Regions from separate parts of the Oryzias latipes genome. Here region 2 is linked to region 1. The links are chromatin contacts, called in public Hi-C maps. All regions are on one chromosome and are shown on one strand. Each heading gives the region's core, a stretch centred on a gene start, on an enhancer-like site or on the middle of the called end of the contact. The rest is flanking DNA. Distances are from core to core; before and after follow the strand shown.

Region 1 (4,155 bases), core at 933-3,432:
GTTGTCTTCTTTACAATGAACTACTTTTTTCCATCAACAGAAATCAGAACCTGACAGAACAAGAGGCTCATTTTAAAATTTTCGTCCCATAAATGATATGAGATAAAAAGGAAAGTTTAAATGTGATTTACAGTAACTAAATCATGACAACAAAAAACCTGCTGCGCTTTAATTGGGAGATCAGTACAGAACCTGTTTGTGGTACGACAGCAAATCATTGAATCAGCTGAGTGACAGCTGTGCTCCGATCATCTTGTGATTAATTTTTACAGCGTTCCCACTGATCTTTTAATTAATATTATGCAGTTTTTAGGCAAAATCAACACTAACATGTTGTTTTCTAGAACATAGTTTCCACAAAGCGGCAGGGGTTCTTTAAGTGGAGCAACCCCGCCCCCTTCCTGTCACCCATAATTCAGTGCTTTCTGTTTATGCTCTCTCCTGCTAGGTCTTGATTCATTTCCAATCTGACTGAGCTCCGGCTCGCTCTGAGTTTCTTTAGTCTGAATATGCTGTGTGCTCGGAGCAAAACAACTGGGCCAAAGGGCCACAGTAGCCAGGTATTATGGGATGCAAACAGAGTAGCAGGGAAGCAACGATAAGACAGAGCAACTCGTCGAAATGTGGTCAGAATAATGCAGATTCATTATCTTGACACATTACTTCTCACTGTTTCCTGACAATCTATATGTCCTAAACACTTATCAGTGCACCTTATTAGCCATCGTTTCCTCAGCAACCACCTTGCAGCATGTCTCCGCCATCCGCCAAGTGGCAAAATTAAGTGCTGTACCTAAAATTGATACAGACGTTCAAAACGGTCAACAAAAATATAACGTTTGAGTAAATAAACAATCCCAACAAGGATGGAAAAGTGTAGAACTTCAATTATTCCTTCTCTCATTCCTTTGCCCCGCCCTCATAATTCCTGGCCAATAATTGAAGAGATCTTTGGTCATGTGTGTTTTTTTTTTACAAGCCTTGGTTTGAAAAATGTCCAGGTTGATGGGAGTCTGAATACAGACCAAACGCAAGGTTCCGGACTTGATCCAGACCGAATCAACCGGACTTGTTCCGGACCAACTGACCTTTCCAGTCTGAAAACGCCCTCAGGAAAGCAATTTTGGTATACATTTTCTTTGTGTCCTCCAACATCAGAAAAAAACCACAAGAGCATGTTATAAACACCCAAAACACAGTTTTCATTGGAGTGGGTCTTCAAACAGGTTTTTTTCCACTCAGGCTCGCTACACAAGGCCGATGTGTTTGCTATCCGCTTTTGTTTTAAGAAACAGTAAAGAGGTGGAACCACACAGAAAAATGTTGCTGATTTTGTGCGAAAAGACAAGAAAACATAACACAAATGTACAAATTCCCTCATACCATGCTTTGGTACATTTAAAAGTCAAATTTTCAATAATCTAATTTTATTAGCCACTGGATCTACATTTAAGAAGGAAATGTAGATCCGGATTTCCCACCAAATTGCTCTGCCTTGCTCTGAGAGCCTGACCTACTTTCTCATTCATACTTAATTACACTGCCATGAAAGTCTTTATTGACACTTTGGCCCACTCAGGTTGAGTGTCTTTCAGTTGTGAAGCTGCAGCTGTTTTTTGTGTGACCTATTATAAGCCACCAAAAAACAACAAAAAAACTTGTGTCTTCATCTTTCCATTTAATGACCCCAAAGGTCTTGAATAAGTCAGTCCTGAGGAGCCTCATAGTGTTAAAAGCAGGGGTCCCCAGATCCAGGCCTCGAGGGGCGGTGTCCTACATGTTTTCCAAACAACCTGCCATTGAAGCTTCTTATTGGCTAAACATACCTGATCCAGGTAATCAGCAGCAAATAAGACAGGGTTTCTGGAAAACCAGCAGGTCACCGGCCCTCGAGGCCTGGATTTGGGGACCGCTGGTTTAAAGGATAAACATAACATGAACAGTTTGTGACCATGGCAGAGGCACTGTTGGGTTTTTCTGTTGTTTCCCATCTGTCAGCGAAGTCCCTGCACATCAGCACCACTGAACACCAGCAACCTTAAATACTGACGAGTAGAGCTGCCGCCATGAGCTAATGCTTGAACCGGCCCCGCCTGCACGGCAGCGGAGAGGAGGGAGCATCAGAGCGGTGGCAGCGCTCCTCCAGTCATCTGTTACAATAGAGGCTTAACTGGCTTTGTCTGATCCCACCGACCACTTTCAACTGCTGCCAGGGCCACAGGAAGCCAGCGATCCTCACTGTGTGAGCGTGCACGTCGGTGCATGTGTGTTTGGGGGGGGGGGGGTGTCCAGCAGCGAAGGGGTCTCTTGTCTCTCAATTTTCCGCCCTGATTGGAGTGAAAGAGGAGCTGTTCTGTGGCTCAGCTGAATCTCTCTGCCGCTCTTTTTCTTTGAAAGTGCAGCGTGAAGACAGAATGACACTCTTCCAGCTCGAGACGTGACATCATCTCAGGCCCACGCCGGACAGGATGCACACCCAGGCGGACAAATGACCTGCTTTTTCATCACACACACTGAACCTTACTATAAAACACCTCAAAGATTTCAAAGTTTTTCCAACATTTTATGACGTACATTTATTTTCTTAAACCATTTAGACCTTTCTGTGTTTATTCTATGTTTAACAGATTATTTTCTAATAAATATGTGTGCACTATGAGTCCTGTAGGTCTGTACGACAGAGTTGAAGGGCTACCAAAAAAAATAAAAAGACAGTAATATCACTAGATTTAAAGTCGTAAATTTACAAGAATAAAACTCGTAAATTGACAAGATTAAAGTGGAAGTGAGCATACAGAGCAGCAAGTGAACCCCAAGAAAGCAGCAGAGCCGACTAACTAAACTCAATGGAACAGGTGAGCTGAATGTTTATTGATAATGTTCCAAATGTTTGGAAGCTCATTTGTTTGATTTACGATTTTTTACTGTTTTTTTTTTTAATTGATGGGTGGTTTGCAGGATCTCTGCAGCCCAATGTAGACATCGGTGTCCCTGCAGATGTTCACTTAAATCCTTTCTTGCTCCATCAAAGACTACATGTCTAGATCTGTGTGATGCTTCCATCTAAGGAGGAGGAGCACTTTTTGGCATTTTCAATGTTCTTATTACTTTTTTCATTCCTCTATATTGTTTAAAGTTGAAACGGGACATTTCAGCTGCAGGAGGAGGCGTTTGTGACACTGTTTACTTCCACATTGGTGTTCGGATGACAGGTTCATGACGTAAGGCGACAGATGAACTTCAGGGTGTGTGAATTAAAAGGAAAATTAAGGCTGCAGCGCTCCTCTACACCCAAACGAGTCTCTGAGCTCCTTATTTTACTAAAGAAACTCCGCTTTACCAACACCAAACCCCGGAAAGCCGACTACACTAACAATCTGATTTTGAGTCGCCAAAAGGTTTAGGATTTCTTTGTTTCTGAAATCTTTCCGTAAATAAAGCTTCAGAAAAGGCTCAACATGTTTTATCTTCAAGCTAGGCTCTGAAAAAGAAAAAACTTTGGTGTTTTTTCCTCATTAATCTGTGACTTTTTTTCTGGTGAATTTATGACTTAAAAGTCATAATTATTATTATTATTTTTTTTGTGAACTGGCCCTTAAACTCCATCGTAGCAATGGCATTGTGGGGTTAAATGTTTTTTTTTTCCAGGACAAGTGTCAAGCCTGGATATTGAACTCTCAGCAGACTAATTGGCAGACAGAGAAACCCGCTGAACCACAGCCATATTGTTGAGGAACATTATTAGTGTCATGATCTCGCGGGATTTCAGACACACCCAGACGCTGGAACCCAGAAGGACACTTGGAGACGAGAGGTATTAGAAGATTTAATTTACAGGAGGTAAGTAAAGAGCAGGATTCTTGATGCGGCGTGGCAGCTGACTGGAGGTTTGCGGCAGGAAGAACCAGAGAGTGAGGCTTTGGCTGAATCCGTGAATGAGGATGAAGAGCGAGGATGGTGGACTGCGACCCGTGGTACACTCGTGATGAGGATTCCTGTGAGCGGAGCGGAGAGGAACAATTAACGAGGCAGAACTTAGGCAAGGTACTCAATCGTGGCAAACTCTCTTTATGACCTTAAGGCCTGATAGTCACACTGAACAGATTTGTCTATTTTTCACCTGCAGACAGCCCGTGTCCACCTCTAAGTGCAATT
Region 2 (4,155 bases), core at 869-3,368, 79 kb before region 1:
AGCGGTCTGACAACCGCATGCTTAGAAAGAAGAGGGAGAGGAAGGAGATGGGCTGATGCATCCGTCCAGCTACACGTGACCACAGAGACCGCCGACCTGCTGCAGGGAAGAAACTTCCATTCCATTCCAAACGTCCCGTTTAAACGCCGCAGACAAACGAGACGGAACTGCAATTTAGAGGCTGGAACTTTGTGGGATCCCTGGCAGGAGAAATGTTTGTTTTGTGTTTTTCTCTGATTTATAAATAACGATATATCATTGGGGGAAAAAAGCCACTTTGCTGCAAACCACCACTAAGCTGGCTTTAGCCAGAACATCTAATATGAAACCATTGCAGGAAGGAGGTTCTGAGAAACAAGGGTTTATATTCCTTTCGGTCCTGATCCTTTACTTTAAACTTTACTCCACAAAACGTATATGAAGAGAGTTTGTAAGAGCCATTCTGTTTGTTTTCTGTTTGTTTCTTGAGCATTATTTACTTTAGATTGCGGGGAACTTCATTTCTTTTGTGCATTTAACACCTTGCTTGATTGTGGTCCAGGCGGTCTGTGGTGCGATTGGTCAAAGATGTTTGAAATTGTCAAGCGCAGTGCAATCAGCAAACCACCTGGCACCTGGGAGCGATGCAGTCTTTCCACTGACCCGTCCTGATGGTCACGCCTGTTCCCGGTATGTTGTGACTGTTTGCAGGTCAAGTCAGAACCCACAAACAAAGAGAATAGACTAAAAAGCAAAGTATTGGAGATGAAGAGATGCTGGAGAGGGTCGGGTGAATGAAAACGAGTGAACCCTTAGGCTGAGTTCATTGGTAAGGACCTGCCTTCTCATCTTCACATTTGGCTAAACTGTTCTTTAGAAAATTCCAAATAAAAAGAACAGGATTATTTAAGAAGAGGGGGAAAACATCCAGATTTTCAGGTGGATGTGTTGTACTCAAATCTGTATGCACTGTTTTCTAACAGTGTTGCTGCAATTGGTAGTCAAAGTGAAAAACAAATACTTCTGTGATACTTCTTTATCTTCCGAATTCCAAAGCACAAGAGGAACGGAATATGGATTCAACAAATATTTTAAAAATTGAAGGCCAATTTCATTGAAATTTCTCCTTAAACTCGAAGTTTTGTTTGTAGTTTCACACAGTATGTAGGACATAAAGTGGGATGTTTAGTTTTTTTAACACAGTTAAATTTCCGTTTTATAGATTTCTTTAACTATATCCACCTTTTCCATACCTTCCTATTTGTCTATTTTCATCGTTTATTACCAAATGAGAAGCCTTTGATTAAAATCTTTGGAAACTGTCTTCTACAGTATATATTTCAGGTTTTGGTTAGAATTTTACTTCATCTTCACTCGTTTTAAAAAACATGACAAGACGAAAGAAAGATGACGAAAATGTAAAAAAAAAAGGCAGAAAAAGAAGTTTTCATGTTGCTTTTTTACCTCAAAATCTAAATTCTTATAATAGTATGCAAATAAGATAAAATACACTTACAATCAAGAAACTAAACTATATAAACAAAACTCAAAAGACAAAAAAACTAAAATCATTTTTTGTACTTTTTGGAACATTTATTGTTTATTTATTGTTTTTTTTTTCTTATATTATGTTTTTTTTAAATATATTACTTTCTTTAATGTTAATTGTACTATTTTATTGACTTGACATATAAACACTTTTTATGTAGCAATGCAGTTCAGTGTATTTAAGATTTGAAAAAGAATGTTGTATTTATTTATTGAGTTAAAATAAAAGAGAAAAATAAATGTATTAAAATGCACTTTTTTTCTTCTCTCTGTTACCATTTAGCAAACTCTTATAAGCCTCAACAGTGTTGGGTCTTCCTTGTCATTTGGTGAAATGCCCCTCCCCACCCTGGTTTCACCGGTCCATTAGTTGTAGAATCACCTCAAATTGGACATGAAACTGCAGAAGATGAGCAGAGAAGCGACGGATACTTCTCATGAAGAGGCTTTTTAAGAAAAATGTATGGTCCTTTGTAAGGAGCAACCTGGATGAATGAACTCTGTTAGTGCAGCTGAGTCCTTCATCATTTGGGGAGGACACTGTGAGCCTGAAGCTAAGAGGATGGATGAGGGTGCTGGGGTCCAGCTTGTTCTCCCCCGTTGGAATTCCAGGGTTTCTGCAGAACAAAGCAGGGATCCGGCTGTCGGCTCTGCAGACACAGTCCACAGTGAGACGCGGGAACCTTTGCTTTCACACCTTTCAAATTTACTTCCCTCATTGATGATTTTGCTTTTCTAGTGAATCCTTGAATGCATGCATACATCCTGCATGCAGTCATTGAAGCTTTCATGCCTCCCACTCAGCTTGTGCAGCTTCCACCACAGCTCGGAAACGCCGTCCACCTCTGTCCAGATCCATGGACGTCAGGCTGGTTTGTTCCTTTGAATACCTAAACTGCACTATTTTTTCTCACTTGAGGGATAATAGGAGGTCAGGACAACTAAAAGGCCTGCATAATAGCTTTCGTCAATATAAAAAAAAGGGTAAGCATAAGATTAGAGGCAGGAAATGTCCTCTCGGGTTGTGGGAAACTGAATAAGGAACAGAGGCAGCATGTTGGAGGTGTAACCGATAGCGGTCTGGCCTGTTCAGCCTCCGACACAGGAGACAGTTTTGTCTGGACTTGTTGCAACGCGGCTGCATGTGAACAAAATCACATCATTGACTGCCGCCAGAAGCAGCTTCTATTTCTGTTAATTGGTTTACCTAATTACTACATGTTTGACCAAATATCGAAAATGCCTGCAAGATGCATGCAAATAAAAATCCTGCGTGTCATTTGATGTGAAGGATCAAATGACACGCACTGAACCCGACACAGATCCCTGCATGGTCTTTGGAGCGCCGCTGTAAATCAAACGAGCTCCAGTTCCCTCAGCTGAAGCTCAGAGCCCATTCCCTCCGCACTGTTTCAACTTGTTGCTGCACTTTCACCTGGTTTCTCCTTCGATGCTCTGGTCCACGAGTGCAGATGAAAAACATTCATGTCATCACAAACAGACTTTTACACAGTAAGGTGACTATTCCTTCTGGTTTCCCGAGTTAAAGGCAAAACTTTTTGTCAAATTAAGACAATGCACACTTACTTGCCTTCTACCCTAGAAACCTCAAGTATCTGAAGAAAATTAAAAATCAGTATAACATTTGGCAACCTTTTCTTTCTTTTTTTTAACCATAAAATACCATATTATTGCTTTAAATATTTTTGGATTAACTGCAGTCAGAAGTTTTTCAAAAGGTTTACACCAAGAGCGCAAAAAACATAACTATTGACAAGGATGGGATGTTATTTGGAACTAGAACTAGAACTGTTTGTAATTAAAGCAAGATTTTGCAGCATAGATGTTCAGACTGCAAATATTCCCAAACAAAAGATATCAGATGAAACTCAGGCATCGCGGTGTGTTTGAAATGTAAATCTGCATTTGGAACTCACTCTCTGTGTTTGCTTCTGCCCCAAACCTTTGTCATATTGGACATTTTGGTGGACATGGAAAAGATATTGGGGACGGCTTTGACTCCAAGCCGGACTCTTTGCTTTTAGATTATAAGGACAGTAAAGCCAGCTGGCAGATTGTATGTTGTTCTAACTTCTGCCACACGTAGGAACATTTTTCTGACGTGGATCAGTGACAAACCTCCCTCTAAAGCGCTCGTCATTAAATGTTTTCCTCTGGAACACTTTGCAAAATCAACTTTTTTGAGCTTTTAAATGCATTATAATATTGATTCCTCCCAAAAAACAACAACCCCAAAGTGGTATTTTGATCCAGTCATGCATTTCTGAGTATTCCTCGAAAAACCTGCACTCTGACCGCCAGCCCCTCCCAATCCACAAAAACGAGGGGCTTCCCAGGTTTTGGCGTAGATAAGTGAGAACCGCCCCTTCCAGGAAGTGTTTGCACTCCCAGCACCGCCCCCAGGTTAACCCCCCCCCCCTTTTTTTTCCCATGGTGCTAGGTTGGTTTTATTGTATTTCAGCTTTCTTATAGTTTTTTCGGCTTACATAAAATTGTTGTGGAGGGAAATAAGAACTGTACATATTTTTATGAGATATGCAAATTCATGAAGTTAATCTTTTGTATAAATCGAACAGTTGACAGAAAGGAGAATCAAACTGCGAGTGT

The links. A called contact is a pair of places that touch in the nucleus more often than the background predicts.
Region 2: a contact with region 1 is called in a Hi-C map of embryo, with 3 times the contacts expected there. The contact joins two enhancer-like sites. A contact is called at or near these places in 5 of 5 Hi-C or Micro-C datasets (embryo, fibroblasts and gastrula embryo).

What each region holds. Positions count from the first base shown.
Region 1 is chr3:33,410,433-33,414,587 of ASM223467v1, reverse strand. No RefSeq gene overlaps it. Among protein-coding and RNA genes, the nearest start is that of adamts18, 31 kb to the left of the region's middle. Within about 2 kb of position 2,182, at least 3 of the 8 cell types and tissues checked have an H3K27ac peak or open chromatin away from gene starts, as enhancers often do. A contact at or near this core is called in embryo, where this site is marked.
Region 2 is chr3:33,489,019-33,493,173 of ASM223467v1, reverse strand. All of the region lies in intron 18 of adamts18 (A disintegrin and metalloproteinase with thrombospondin motifs 18), which reads right to left. Among protein-coding and RNA genes, the nearest start is that of adamts18, 47 kb to the right of the region's middle. Within about 2 kb of position 2,118, at least 1 of the 8 cell types and tissues checked has an H3K27ac peak or open chromatin away from gene starts, as enhancers often do. A contact at or near this core is called in embryo, where this site is marked.